2 separate regions of the Zea mays genome follow, and region 2 is linked to region 1. Evidence: chromatin contacts called from public Hi-C data. All regions are on one chromosome and are shown on one strand. Each heading gives the region's core, a stretch centred on a gene start, on an enhancer-like site or on the middle of the called end of the contact. The rest is flanking DNA. Distances are from core to core; before and after follow the strand shown.

Region 1 (7,245 bases), core at 1,254-3,753:
ATGAAAGAGATATGATCAAAGGTATATTTATGAGCTATGTATGCAAGACATCAAAAGAAATTCCTAGAATCAAGGATATTTAGCTCATGCCTAAGTTTGTTAAAAGTTTGTTCATCTAGTGGCTTGGTAAAGATATCGGCTAATTGATCCTTAGTGTTCATATATGCAATCTCGATATCTCCCTTTTGTTGGTGATCCCTTAAGAAGTGATACTGAATGGCTATGTGTTTAGTGTGGCTATGCTCAACGGGATTATCCGCCATGCGGATTGCACTCTCATTATCACATAGAAGAGGAACTTTGCTTAATTTGTAACCGTAGTCTCTAAGGGTTTGCCTCATCCAAAGTAATTGCGCGCAACAATGGCCTGCGGCAATGTACTCGGCTTCGGTGGTAAAAAGAGCAACAGAGTTTTGCTTCTTTGAAGCCCAAGACACCAAGGATCTTCCCAAGAACTGGCAAGTCCCCGATGCGCTCTTTCTATTAATTTTACACCCCGCCCAATCGGCATCCAAATAACCAATTAAATCAAATGTGGATCCCCTAGGATACCAAAGCCCAAACTTAGGAGTATAAACTAAATATCTCAAGATTCGTTTTACGGCCGTAAGGTGAGCTTCCTTAGGGTCGGCTTGGAATCTTGCACACATGCATACGGAAAGCATAATATCCGGTCGAGATGCACATAAGTAGAGTAAAGAACCTATCATCGACCGATATACCTTTTGATCAACGGATTTACCTTCCGTGTTGAGGTCGAGATGCCCATTGGTTCCCATGGGTGTCTTGATGGGCTTGGCATCCTTCATCCCAAACTTGTTTAGAATGTCTTGAGTATACTTCGTTTGGCTAATGAAGGTGCCCTCTTGGAGTTGCTTCACTAGAAATCCTAAGAAATACTTCAACTCCCCCATCATAGACGTCTTGATTTTTTGTGTCATGATCCTACTAAATTCTTCACATGTAGATTCGTTTTCACTAAGGCATGATTTAGACGACTATTGGTTCTATATCGATGCATGCCACACGCATGACCAAAGCGCGAAGAAACAGGTTAGGCCATCAGGATTACGCACACCATGCATGTGATGGAACCTAGGACAAGCTAAACGGTAAACCATTCATAGGAACATTCATGATCTGATATACATTATATATCATACCAACGCCACTAGGAACACCAATAACTATGACCTGAAGCTCATAAGTACGAAAATGGATCATGATAGGACCATCTAGAACAAATAACAGAGCTAAGACATGTAGGAAAAGGCGAGGTGTCGTATGCAAATATTGCAGTTGCGCGTCGTGGAATGTAGCAACCGAGTGAGCGATACACATCTGGTTGTGTAAGATCAATCTATAATATGAAGCGTAAATGAACAAATAGATTGATGTTACACAGGATAACTAGCAGTCTTAAAAACAACAATGCTTTGTATAAATATACCAAAAAACAAGGTGGAGTGTTGTATAGCCTTGATGGGATATACCAGAGCTAGAGACCACAATAGAACAAAACGACATTTGCCTTAGAAAACACTCAGAGAGTGGTTACGATATGTCGAAAGGATAAGAAAGCACACGCTGCTTGAAAACGTGTGTCTTCGTTTCTTATCAATGATGATAAATGTATATTTATAGTGCACATACTATAAGCTATAAGCACTCCTAATTAACTCCATTGGACCACCTTGCTCTACTAAGTCGATTGACTTCTTGATAAAACTAAGCTCGTCGACCAACTTTCTGTTGCACAAATTTGGTCAGCATTTAGCGACAATAATCCCACACCCCATACAATGGTTCTTCATGTACTTTTACAAAAGAGACGTACACATTTTCTTTGCTCTTCGTAACTCCTTATGTCTCATTATTCGAAGATAGCTTCGACAACGATCGAGCTTCGTCATTCCTTTCCACTGGCTAGTTGACGGCCAGTTCTGTAGGATAGTCCGAAACTCCAACTTTATTTAGAGATTTAAAGGTATTTTCTTTGAAAATATATTAGAATAGTATGTTTGTTAATATATAACTTTAGTTAGGCCATCTTCAGCAGACTCCCCCGTTCACCTTTTATTTCAAACATCACTTCATAAACAATGCAGTCTACATTACCAGATAATGTTTTGCACCGTCATATGCACACTCTGCTGAAGACTGCCTTAGAGGCATTCTTCTCAATACATGGTGTTGCATTAACAAAACCACTTAAAATAAAATTAAATGTTTTAGAAAATTAATAGAGATAAAAAATACTTTCGTTGTTTGAGGAAAATTAACTACTGCGGTAGCTGAGTGGGCTAAAATTGTAGTAGTATTTTTTTTCCAGTGAGTAATCCACGGGCTACAAGAAGACATGGCCTGTGGGCTGTAGCTTTGCTGCAAGCCCATATACAGGAGACTTCCCATGGGCCATCGCACGGCTCACCGCTCAGCGCTCACACAGTCACACTCACACGGCCACGTCCGGACTCCAGAGGCCTCGTCTTCAGTCTTCACCCTCTTTTCAACGGTTCCGGTGAGCCCCGAAAACCTAGGTCGACACGGCCAGCGCTGGTGTGACGAAGCGGGCGAGGCCGTCTGGCTGACTATTGGCGGAACCGCGGAAGAAGCGCGCGTGAATCTCCTGGATTTACAGACTCGAGGGGGAGCTGAGAAAAGGTTTTGCTTCTGTACTTCTGATCATGTTGATTTTGTGTTAGTTTACAGAGATTTTTTTTATCGAACTGGCGATCTGGGTGAAATAATTGTGTGTTAGTGTGAAGTGCGCAAAGAGTATCCCGTGTGTTTTTGGTTGCATTTTTCAAATGATGAAATTTTCAGAGCCATGTGATTGTGCTAATTAAATATCACAACTAGGTAATTTGTGGAGCTTGGTCGTTAATGGCCATATTTGTAAATTAATAAATGCGAGATGCGTTGAATGTTAAGTCATTGAACTTCTAAGGACCCTGAGTTGGAAACAAAATACAACTGAGCAGGCATAATATTGTAACAGGAGGCCAGGAGCGCCCCCCCCCCCCCCCTACTGGATAATATATATTAGAAAATATAAAAACAAAAAAAGAGAAAAATGAGCAGAATTAACATAGTTGTGTTGTCATTCTTGTATTAAAGGAAATAATTTCTTCTCTGCAACATGGATAACCAACACAAGTTATCTTTTGAAGATTTCTCTGCAATCATTAACTGTTGGCTGAGCACCTTGAAAGATGAGGCCATTTCTTGAAATCCACAAACTCCAGCACAATAAGAATAATCACTTATGGATAGAATGGAACGCCCAACTGAATTGTGAAGGTTTCAAAAAGGCCCCTCTTGATTAACCAGAAACAAACTTAGACTAGATGAGCATGCCATGGCAAAAGGCCATGTGCCCTAGATGGTGTTTGTGTGTGGGGCTGCCATTGTTTGGGTTGCTTGTGCACCATGTGTAGGTTTTGGGCCCGGTTTTCCTTAAAACTGGATTAATTCCTTTCTTCTTAATTGAGAGGCAGAGCTCCTGCCATTAAGTTAAAAAAGGCTATCTCACAGAAATAGGTGTTCCAAAGATTACTCATGACTTAGGTGAAGCGCCCCAATCCTCTAGGACTCAAATGTGATACAATTATTAGTCCAGGAGGCTAGTAAACACATTTATACATCAGATGATTCCAGATCTGATTAAACGAGACAAACCTATAAAGGTGGCGATCAACTTTAAGAGTTAGTCCAAAACTCGGGACATAACATCAGAGTGGGCTGAAGCAGCCCGATATACGCAGTGAAACAAATCAGCGGTCCAACAGCCACAAGCAAGGTTGGGAACAGGCGTAACTCTTACCCGATCAACGATCTCCTTCTCTGAAAAACAACAAATAAGCAAGATTGATACGTACTCAGCAGCCCACCTTCACCCACGGAATGGGGAAATCAGATATAATGCATGGAATATGTGGAGTTCAGTATATTTTGCAGAAAGAGCAATATTTGATGCAGGGTTATTTTGTAAAACATTTTATATTTTTCCTAGCGCATCCTCTTCCAAAGGAGCAGAAAGTTTTTTTCAATATAGAACAAAATCCCCTGGACTAAACCATCCAGTATATCAGCAATTTCCCACTGGTTTTCGTTTTCAAAAACAGCTACTGGACTTCCCGTCCACCATAGCTCACGGCTCAACCGTCAGACCTTTTAAAACCACTTTTCAAAAGCATTTTTGGAAAACAAAACACTAATTGTCAAATCCATGCCATGACTCATCCATATCCGTGGACGCGTACTATTCGAATAGGTTTTCAAGCTCTGCACAGAGGTGTACACTTTACCCACTAGTTCGATTTCTGCAATCTCACCGTCGTGAGATCCGAATGCCGAATCTCTCTTTCCTTGCATGTTCTTACCTTAACGATTATACCGAAAGGAGTCAGGCCACCACCATGCCCAAACCGGACAAAACATTCCCCTTCCTTATCCTCCCGGTGCTCTCCAGCCGTCATAACCCTAGGGTTCGGACCGTACAAGTTCAGATTGAGTGACTGCCCATACAGTCTCGAGTGGTTGTACTTGATAAGAGTATAGGTAAGGAGTGATGACAAACCGATCCTTAGGAGAGAGGGACAATCCTTCATGCTCACACCTGAACCAGCTAAGCCATCACCTTAGGCCCTCCCCCAAACCCTGATTATCCCGCTCAAAGGTGATAAGGGTGACAACCCTTCATCATACCCATTTTGAAAAACATTTTCTTTTAAAAACTCACACCTTTTCTCAAATCATTTGTAACAAATATGTCAAGGAGTATAAAGATTGATTGCGGCAAGTTATAAGGCTGGGTGGCCATAATAACTTGTCTCTTAGCAAAATCATATCATGCATAAAATAACAGGCTAAAGTTTGTGGTTGAAAAAGCATAGGTAATTTATGCATCAAAGGGATTCCGTGAGCTTGCCGTGCTTAACCGGCGAAAGGGTGAGAGCTCGCGGAACTGACTTCTGGCTCCACCATCTAGCGTAGACTTGCAGATCTGGCCTTCACGAGACGGCACGAACGCTCCGATAACTATGCAACATGAACAAGCAAACATACAAACCAGCAAATATATCAACAAATATTTAGTATAGCGGTCAGAATGACAATATATGGATGGGTAGAGTCTTGAGCAGAATCCGTGTCATGTGATGTTGTGATATTACTGGTGGTGGAGTGGAGGTGCTTACCAGGAGAGTGGATTGGAGGCGAAGCGAAACTATGCGTGTAGCCGACAGAGCGGAGTAACTGAGTGAGTGGGGGTTTGCCTTGACTGAGGGTGTTGAGTGTGTGGAGATGGAGAGGGTAACCGGGTCTATTTATAACTGTGTGTATTTATAGCTGGGTGTATGTGGTGTAGTACGGTAGAGTTCACTGTTGGTAAGAATGGTGGCGAATGAATCATCTGACTTAGTCCGAATAGGGAAATTATAGGCAGAATATGGAACAAGAGTATTTTGGGAGTTTTCTGGAATATGAACCATGTTTAAGGGATGACATGGTTGGATAGGGAATAATTTGATAAGAATTTAGAAACAAGAATTATTGGAATCTGAGTTTGGAACCTGGTTCGAAAGGATCTCAAAGTTAAGCGTGCTCAACTTGGAGAAATTTGGGATGGGTGACGACCAGATGGAAAGTTCTTACTGGAAGGAAAATCACAGTCATCGGAGTTCGTATAACTGGAGTATTAGTCTGGCAGGTCTTAGGTGAGCTGGATAGCATGATGGATGAGCAGTTGAAATTTAGGGTGATCGGACGATCGATGAATAGTAATGATGAATAGTGACGATGAAATAGTTATGCTAAATATCATCGATAAACAGTAACGATGAATAGTAACGATAGAGAGTTTTTTTTGTTCTTTGCAAAGGAGAATAGCTCAGGGTAATGATAGCTCCTAGCCAAAGATCCTCCCAAAAATAGCGAAACCCATCATTTTGAATGTTAACTGATGCAAGCCCCTTATATGAGTCCAACAACCTGAGTATATCTTGCCACCAAAAGGAACTTTTTTGTGTTACCAGGTAATTTACCATTCCGTTGCAGCAGCAGCAACAAAAACCAAGCCTTTTATCCCAAACAAGTTGGGGTAGGCTAGAGTGAAAACCCAATATAAACAATCAAACAAGTCAAGGTTCGGGCACATGGATAGTTGTTTCCGTACACTCCTATTCAAGGCTAAATCTTCGGTTATATCTCATCCTTTCAAATTTCCTTTAATTGTCTCTTTTCATGTCAACTTCGGTCTTCCTCTCTTCTCATTGTTATCGCGTCTTAGGATCCCACTACACACTAGCGTGTCTAAAGGTCTCCGTTGGACATGTCCAAACCATCTCAACCGATGTTGGACAAGCTTTTCTTTAATTGGTGCTACTTCTAGCTTATCACGTATATCATCATTCGGAACTTGATCCCTTCTTGTATGGCCATAAATCCAATGCAACATACACATTTTCGTAACACTTATTTGTTGAACATGCCATCTTTTTGTAGACCAACATTCTACACCATACAACATAGCAGGTACAATCACTGTCCTATAAAATTTGCCTTTTAGTTTCTTTGGTACCATCTTGTCATATAGAACGCTAGATGCTTGATATCACTTCATCCACCCTCCTTTGATTCTATGGCTAAGATATGCTGAGACAACATAGGCGGATTATAAGTAATTATATATAGTCTAATTTAATTCCAATTCATTCGCAATTTCCGCAACAACGTCCGGGGTATGCTAATTGTTTTCAATTAATGACTCCAAGCCAGCCCTCATCCTTAGTCTTGCAACTTGGCAACATCTGGTATTTTTTTCTCTACTCCTATAAAGCACCAATTTCGTGGGTCGTGTGTCACGTGCGAAGCGCATCGGTCTGTTACTCCCCCCCACTTCTAGCCTACTAGTGGTGGGCCGTTATCCTATAGGTGGGTTGTGAGAAATCATCCAAGCCCAACATGACGAAACTTGCACGCAACACAGCGCTTCTACATAGTATCACTCCGCTAGCCGAAGGAGGACGAGTGACAGAGCGAGCTATAAAAAGGGGGCCATACTCATTTTCAACTCATTTTTTCTCAGCCTTTTGGCTAAATATTTGTTCTTATCAGTTAATATCTAGTATGCGGATCATATGTTCACTTTGATATTAAATTTATTTTGTATGGTTATTTTTATTGGGAGGATCCACCACATTGCCTTATTGGACGTGTTGCTCAGCCGTTGCACATTGCTGT
Region 2 (7,245 bases), core at 2,846-5,345, 130 kb before region 1:
TGCATACAGTATTTCTGGGAGCAAGATGAGTTTGATATCATCAGTCGCCAAACAAGGATCAGTCTCCACTTTCAAGGCGGAAAGAAACAGATGATGCGATATGCTTTCACATACCATTGGCGCCTGTAAGTAGCTTGAACATTACTTGTCAAAACTTCACTTCAGAATCATCGCTTATTATTCCCATTCACAATTTCACATGGTGCAATCTTACAGAGGCGGCTGTAAGTGTGTAACTCTTTCAGCTACTTCACTAATTCATTAGCATTAGAACTCAAACATTAGCATAGAAACTCTAGGTATAGTTTTAACAGTATTTTGGTTGCAGAATTGCACCATGGCATGAGGTTGGCTTGCAGAATTTAACTGAATTTTTTCTTGGCTGGCATTTGCTTTAGATGTTTCTGCGATACGTTTTTTGCTTTGTTCCAACTCCCATTCCAATGCCATATCTATGTAGCTCGTAATAAAGAAAGATGTTATCTTTGGGGCTTTCTGTAGTTGTTGTCAGCTGTACACTTCTAAAAGTCCCAGTGAAGCTTCCTTGTCATTTTATCTTTATCTCTAGACATCATGCACTGAATTTACAAGGCAAATTGATAGTTTTCTGCAAGTAGAGGAATACCATCTTCGAATGTGTAATTCTTGGTTGCTCTCGGCCAGATGGTCGATTCCGGAGATCAAGGACTGCTTGGAGGAGGCTGGATTCAAGTGGGTCCACGTTTGGATGAGGGAGATGCCAAATACCCAGTCAGGTGGAAACGCCAAGGAGTATAACGCCAACCGGGACGTGAAGTACGAAGAATCGCAGCATTTCAACCAAGGAGATGCTTGGAACGCCTATGTCGTTGGAGTAGCAAATGTCTAGCCGGTACGTGCTGAAATCTGCTACAAAAATGTGATGGTGGCTCTCAGTTTCCCAGGCCAATTAATGTTTCGTGGACGCTTCCGCTTTGATCACAACTTCTGCATCGCGTTGCTGCGGAGGAAGTATGCATCAGGGTGGCTATTACCGGACCCAGAGAACTTTTACTCCAGAACACGGCCTCAGTGATGTTTCTGTTTTCAAAATGAAATGCTGGCAACGTGACATGCCTTTGAATGTATTTCTTACGGATACGATGTGTAGGATATGATGGGTGCTTCGACGGATACCGATACTACCTTTCATGATAGCTTCATATGCATTAGGGGTTGGTATGTGATTCGTGTTTGGGCGATTGATCGTCCGGTTGGCGATCGGTCATACATCTTTCTACCAAACGGAACTTTCCCGCTATAAAAAGCCTTTCAGCCTATTGTACCATGTCTAATTAGTGGTGGCTACCATCTTCTCCTTTTTACTTGTGCTGTCATTTTCATCTCATCGTCCGTGCTATAGGTGTCTCCGGGTCCGTTCCAGACGCGGCAGACTCTTCGTTTGGTTAAAAGGCTGGACGCCGCTTTGGACCACTTCAGCGGACCGCTAAAAGATAAACTGATGCAGCAGCTTGCTTTTGAGTTTTGTCTGCAGCCGCACAGTAAGTGCGGGTGCCCATCCTCAAACAAAGTGTTGACAGATTCTTACCTTTCGTTGTAAAGAAGACGGCAGATTCCTGTTGCGTTCCATGGCGGACTCCGGGAAACGGGATTAGAGACGTGTGGATGGATACTACTAGAGACAATCCCCTGTATGGCATTGGCAGAGGAAATTATATATATCCATCCAGACGATGCGACGACAAGGATGGCGAGGAAACGCACGGCAAAATTCCATCACTGGTAAACTCTAAGCAGCTAGCCAAAAAAAAATTCTCTCTTTTGGAACGAAGCAGCAAGGGTCCAGAAGGCCGAGGCTTGAGAGCGACGTAAACCAGATCACTCCAGCCCAACGGGCTTTCAGCCTTTCGCTGTCAATACGGCCGGCCACACGGGTTCTAGTGGAGAAGAGCAGACAGGAGCAGGACGCCTGGCCTGGGGGCGGCGAGATCAGGGAGCGAGCCTTCTGAGGAAGACCGGAGACCAATTGCGATTTGCGACTTAGATCAAATCCCGCGGAAGTTAGAGCATCTCCAATAATTACGTAAATTTAGCACTATAAATTATAGATTTAAAAAGTTGCTAAATTACTTTAAGGAATAGAAAAAAATATGTGTGTTTCGTCAGTTCTCTATTTGTTGGTTGCTATTTTTAAAATTATCCATGTCAATAAAAAAGTAAGTATGCTTTCTATTTTTAATTAAGCTAGCACATCAACAACCTTCATAATATCTTGGAAGGTCGAAGTTATCGATTGAACACTAGAAGGTCGCGGCGACGGCATGAAGACAACATATGACACCGGAGATAGATTTGTGGTCAATAGGACGGTGGCACGACACAAAACAGTGGCCTAAATATGGTTTTCGCGATGGATTTAGAACCAACGTTAATTTAGTGAGTCCCAATGAGGTTCGTAAATATAGGGATGAAATTGGGTTTTGTAGAGAGTTTGTAAATTTAAGGATCTGCTTTACATAACTGTTAGAGAAGAGTTTTCCCTCAAAAATTTCTTAAATTCATATTTAGCGAGTTGTTTACATAACTATAACCGGGAATGACTAGTTGATTCCACAGCCTTTTATTTTTAGCAAAAAATATTTCCTTGCTTTCCTTTTCTAAAAGAATATAAGTTACAAAGTGAATGAGTTATCTGTGGTTGATATTAGACAGTGGCGGACTCAGGATTTGAAGACAGCCTAGGCGAAATTACACTGCTATACTCTACGCCTGTGCCTAGACCCTTTGCTGCTCTGCTTGCATGCTTGTGGGTATGATGTTTGCTTGCTTCTGTCCATTGTCGCAGCCGAGACAGCCCAGGCCACCGCCTGTGGTGCCTGGGCGGTAAGTCCGCCACTGATATTAGAGCATCTCTAACAGCTCCCCAGAAAACGACTCCTCAAAATCAGTTTTAAGAGACATCTAAATAATTAGTGGGGGTAGATTTTAATCCTTTCTCTAACAGATCCCTTAAAGTGACAGATTGTTTCTGGGGAGCCCAAAAAACCTCATTTGTAGCTACAAATGAGAGAGTTTTAAGGGCTACGAAAAAAGTTCGGAGCGCTTTGGGGTAACTGTTGGAGACATGTGTTTGTGTTTTTTTTTTCCAAAAAAACTGGATTTATGAGAGACTTTTGGGGAGCCCTTGAGCATCTCCAACAATGACTTAAATTGGTGCCTCAAATTGAAATAGAGGGCTCTACGCAGCAAAAACCACTACAACAATGATCTTTTTTTAAAAAAAAAGGTCAAAAAATTATAGGGCACACTCTCAACCGCTTTAAATATACTACATCGTAGTGGCTTACCATATTATCTATATTTAAAGTTTTACTATTGGAGTAGAATATTTTGTTAGTATTCTAAATCCAATAAAATTTACCCATTTTTAAATTATAGGGTATTTTTATAGATCGCGGGTTGGAGATACTCTTACACCTTCCCAACTTTCTATCCCTTGCAAAAAAAAGATATAAACATATTCATAAAATATAGAATAAAACTAAATAGACCAATGAAAAAAGTAAAGAAAGAATGGAGTGAGAAAATAAAATGTGAAAGAGAAAAAGGAAAAAATGAATGGACGTGATCATGAGTTCATGACCACGGATGAATCACTCGAGTCCCAAGCGCGCAGCGTACGAGAAATAGGCAAAAGAAACAAAATGTCAAGTCTATATTTGTGGTACATGTGAAAGCAAAAGCTAGTGAAGAAGACACGTCCGTGCACGTCGCGCGAAAAGTATCGTTCGGCCGGAGCTAATCACCGCAACCGTCTTCAAGGCATCGAGCACAATCGTGTCCGTTAAGATGCGGTTTGTCGTTCACCGCGGCGCGACGAAAAAAAAAGGAAAAGAAAAAAAACGGGACAGAGAAAAGAAAGGAACGAGTCCACGCATGTGCGGTCTATCGTTCTCCCCGTCCGAATCGCGCAAACGACCGCGCAGGCGCAGATGGAATTGGCGACCGGTTGGCGCGTCGTCGGGGTCGGGGGGCAATGCAATACGCTCGCCACATCCCTAAACTTTCGAAAAACACGCCTCATTACTTTGTTTGGCGGAACTTCGTTAACTCCGGCAACGCCATGCGTTCGTTAACTCCGGCAACGCCATGCGTGCCTAACAATATACAGGTGCCTAGTTAAGGAAACATGCAGATGAAAAAAAAGGAGAGGTGAGCTCGATGCAAACCTTCCTCGAATCAACGAAAGCTCACGCAATGGTATGCTCAATTCACTCTCCTTGGAGTTTCTTGCTCCCAAAGTCCCACTCCCATCCCATCTCGCTTGCCGAGTGCCGAGCAGGGGCAGATTGGCAGCTGGTGAAGGCCCACATGTCACATCGTGCGGGCACGGTGGCCGCCGCCGCCACCCACGCAAACTGATGATTACTCCGCTCGATGCACGAACCGGAGCAGGGCACATTGGATCCCCCGTCTGCCCGAACCCCAAGTCCAACCAACCATGAATAGCACAGCACACTCCTATAAAGAAAGCTCGTTAGCACGGCGACCGATAAAGAAAGAACTCGCTGCGCCCACGCGCCCGCGCCCGCGCTCACTCCGCCACTCGGACAGTGCTCAGCGCGGCTCGGTCGCACAGACACGAACCCGGAACCCCCCTGCTCCCTGTCCTCCTCCTCTGCCTGCTGCGCGTGCAGCCGTGCACCCATGCGGATGCGGATGCGGCGGCTACGACCCAGCTAGCCCCAGGCCGGGGCTGCGCCCGAGGCGGCGATGAAGCGGCCGCTGCGGCGCTCCTTCGCGGTGCTCATCTTCGTCGTGCTCGTCGGCGCGGCCTCCTTCTCCACCGCGCTCCGTCGCGCCGTGGCGCCGGCGCCCGCGTGGGAGCCGCCGCCGCCGCGCCTCAACGCCACGCTGCTCCGCCTGGCCGCAGCCGATCCCTCGGAGGCGTCGCTGCGGCGGGACGTGGACGAGCTCCTCGAGGGCCGCCTCCCGGCCTCCGCCGCGCGGGCCCGCGCGTGGCGTCACGACCGGCTCCTGCACCCGCTCCACCTCCACCGCCACCACGGCCTCTCGCTCCCGCGCCGCGGCCGCCGCCCAGACGACGACCACGACACCCTGCTCCACCCGCTCCCGCGCCACGAGCAGCTCCACATCGACCCGGCCCTCCGCCGCGACCTCAGCTCCTGGCACCGCCTCCGCCGCTACGACCCCTCCGTCCTCGGCAGCCTCGCGTCCCTGCTCTCCATCCCCGGGCGCATCCCCTCCTGCGCCGTCGTCGGCAACAGCGGCATCCTCCTGCGCGCCAGCCACGGCGACTTCATCGACTCCCACGCCGCCGTCTTCCGCCTCAACAACGCCCGCGTCTCAGGCTACGCCGCGCACGTCGGCAGCAAGACCAACTTCTCCTTCATCAACAGCAACATCCTCCACCTCTGCGCGCGCCGGCCCGGCTGCTTCTGCCACCCCTACGGCCACGGCGTCCCCATCCTGCTCTACATCTGCCAGGCCGCCCATTTCCTCGACGTCGCCGCCTGCAACGCCACCTCGTCCACCCGCCACGGCTCCCCCATCTCCGTCACCGACGCCCGCCTCGACGTCCTCTGCGCGCGCATCGTCAAGTACTACTCCCTCCGCCGATTCGTCGCCGAGACCGGCCGCGCGCCCGAGGAGTGGGACCGCGCGCACGACGCCGCCATGTTCCATTACTCGTCCGGGATGCAGGCCATCATGGTCGCGGTGGGAGTGTGTGACAGAGTCAGCGTGTTCGGCTTCGGCAAGTCTTCCGACGCCAAGCACCATTACCACAGCAACCAAAAGGCGGAGCTGGACCTCCACGACTACGAAGCGGAGTACGCTTTCTACCACGACCTCTCCGAGCATCCGCAGGTTGTCCCGTTCCTCAACGATTCCGGGTTCGCCGTCCCGCCCGTCGTCTTCTACCGTTAGGCCAGGCCAGCTTTGTAGAGCGTGCGCTATGTGCTCGACGTTATGTGGGAACGGGTGTTTTGTACACTTATTTTTCCGGTTTTGGTTAGTGAGTACGATGTAAAAGTTAGAATTTCCATTTCCAATTGTGATTATACGAAATAGGCATATCGAAATAGTAAAATTTTCGTGTGCTGTTGGAGGTGGAAGATGTATATTGGGGTTTAGGCTACTCCATTGGTATAGAAGAAGGGATTGTTTGGATTTTTTTTCTTTCAGCGCGACAGACAGTAGTAGCCAGTGTCTGGAATTGTGTCTGGAATTGTAACTTTAGACTGATATTTAAATTTATTAAGGAACAAAATGTATATCTTATATACAGCTTTACCATCACTTTGGAGCTATGTCGAAGAATACTGGATGGCATTTTATTTTCATGTACTTGTTGCACACTCATTTGTATTCAAATACTGTGTTGTATTCCTTTATCCCGAATTTTTTGCATTTTGGTCCTTCATCGGAAAAAAATTCACGTTTGGACCCTAAAAAATTTTAATGTCATTTTTGGACCCTTTACTCGGCGCCGTAGCCTGTGGCGCCGAGGTAACACAGCTCGGCGCCATAGGCTATGGCGCCGAGGTACGTGCTGCGTTGGCACAAACGGACGTCGTGGCGCCGACGTGGTACCGAGCTCGGCGCCATAGATTATGGCGCCGAGCTCTGTTCTGTACAGAAAACTTGTCTAGCTCAGTTGGTAAAATATAAGACTCTTAACCCTGAGGTTGTGGGTTCAAACCCCATGGTTGGCATTTTTTAATACTTTTTGTATTTGTCACTTATTTATTTTTTTGTTGTCCATATTTTTCGTTTATGTCGCTGATTTATTTGTCCTGATTTATTTCCCATCCAATTTTATTTTTGTGACTGATTTGTTTATTCGTTCAGATTTTTTTATCCGGCGAGCACAGCAGCTGTGTGCCACAGTGCTCACAAGCCGTCAACTTCTCCCCTTGTTTGCTCAGCTAACCACAATAAAAATCAAATGAGAACACTCTTACTTCAATCGTGATCAAATAAAAATATTATATTTTCATTGAGTTCTTTTGAACATAAATTTTAAATACATAATAACATATTCCCACTAAAAAGAAGCACACATATTCATCTTTTTTTCTTCTGCACTAAATAAAAGTATACTCCATTATATACTTGTCTCATAGATGATATATTTTAGAATTTACTGCATATACAGCTGCTGTGCTCGCCGGATAAAAAAATCTGGACGAATAAACAAATCAGTCACAAAAATAAAATTGGATGAGAAATAAATCATGACGG

What was found. A called contact is a pair of places that touch in the nucleus more often than the background predicts.
Region 2: a Hi-C map of leaf shows a contact between it and region 1, with 4 times the contacts expected there. The contact joins the promoter of LOC109944873 here to the promoter of LOC100284443 in region 1. A contact is called at or near these places in 4 of 25 Hi-C or Micro-C datasets (ear, leaf and tassel).

Annotation. Positions count from the first base shown.
Region 1 is chr3:181,624,945-181,632,189 of Zm-B73-REFERENCE-NAM-5.0, reverse strand. LOC100284443 reads left to right here and starts at 2,503. Exons shown (of 3, transcript NM_001157338.2): 1 at 2,503-2,664.
Region 2 is chr3:181,755,595-181,762,839 of Zm-B73-REFERENCE-NAM-5.0, reverse strand. LOC109944873 (sialyltransferase-like protein 1) reads left to right here and starts at 4,095. Exons shown (of 1, transcript XM_020550417.3): 1 at 4,095-6,311. The coding sequence starts at 4,753. The coding sequence ends at 5,928. It overlaps LOC100216828, which reads left to right. Exons shown (of 5, transcript NM_001367438.1): 4 at 10-125; 5 at 664-1,298. The coding sequence ends at 868.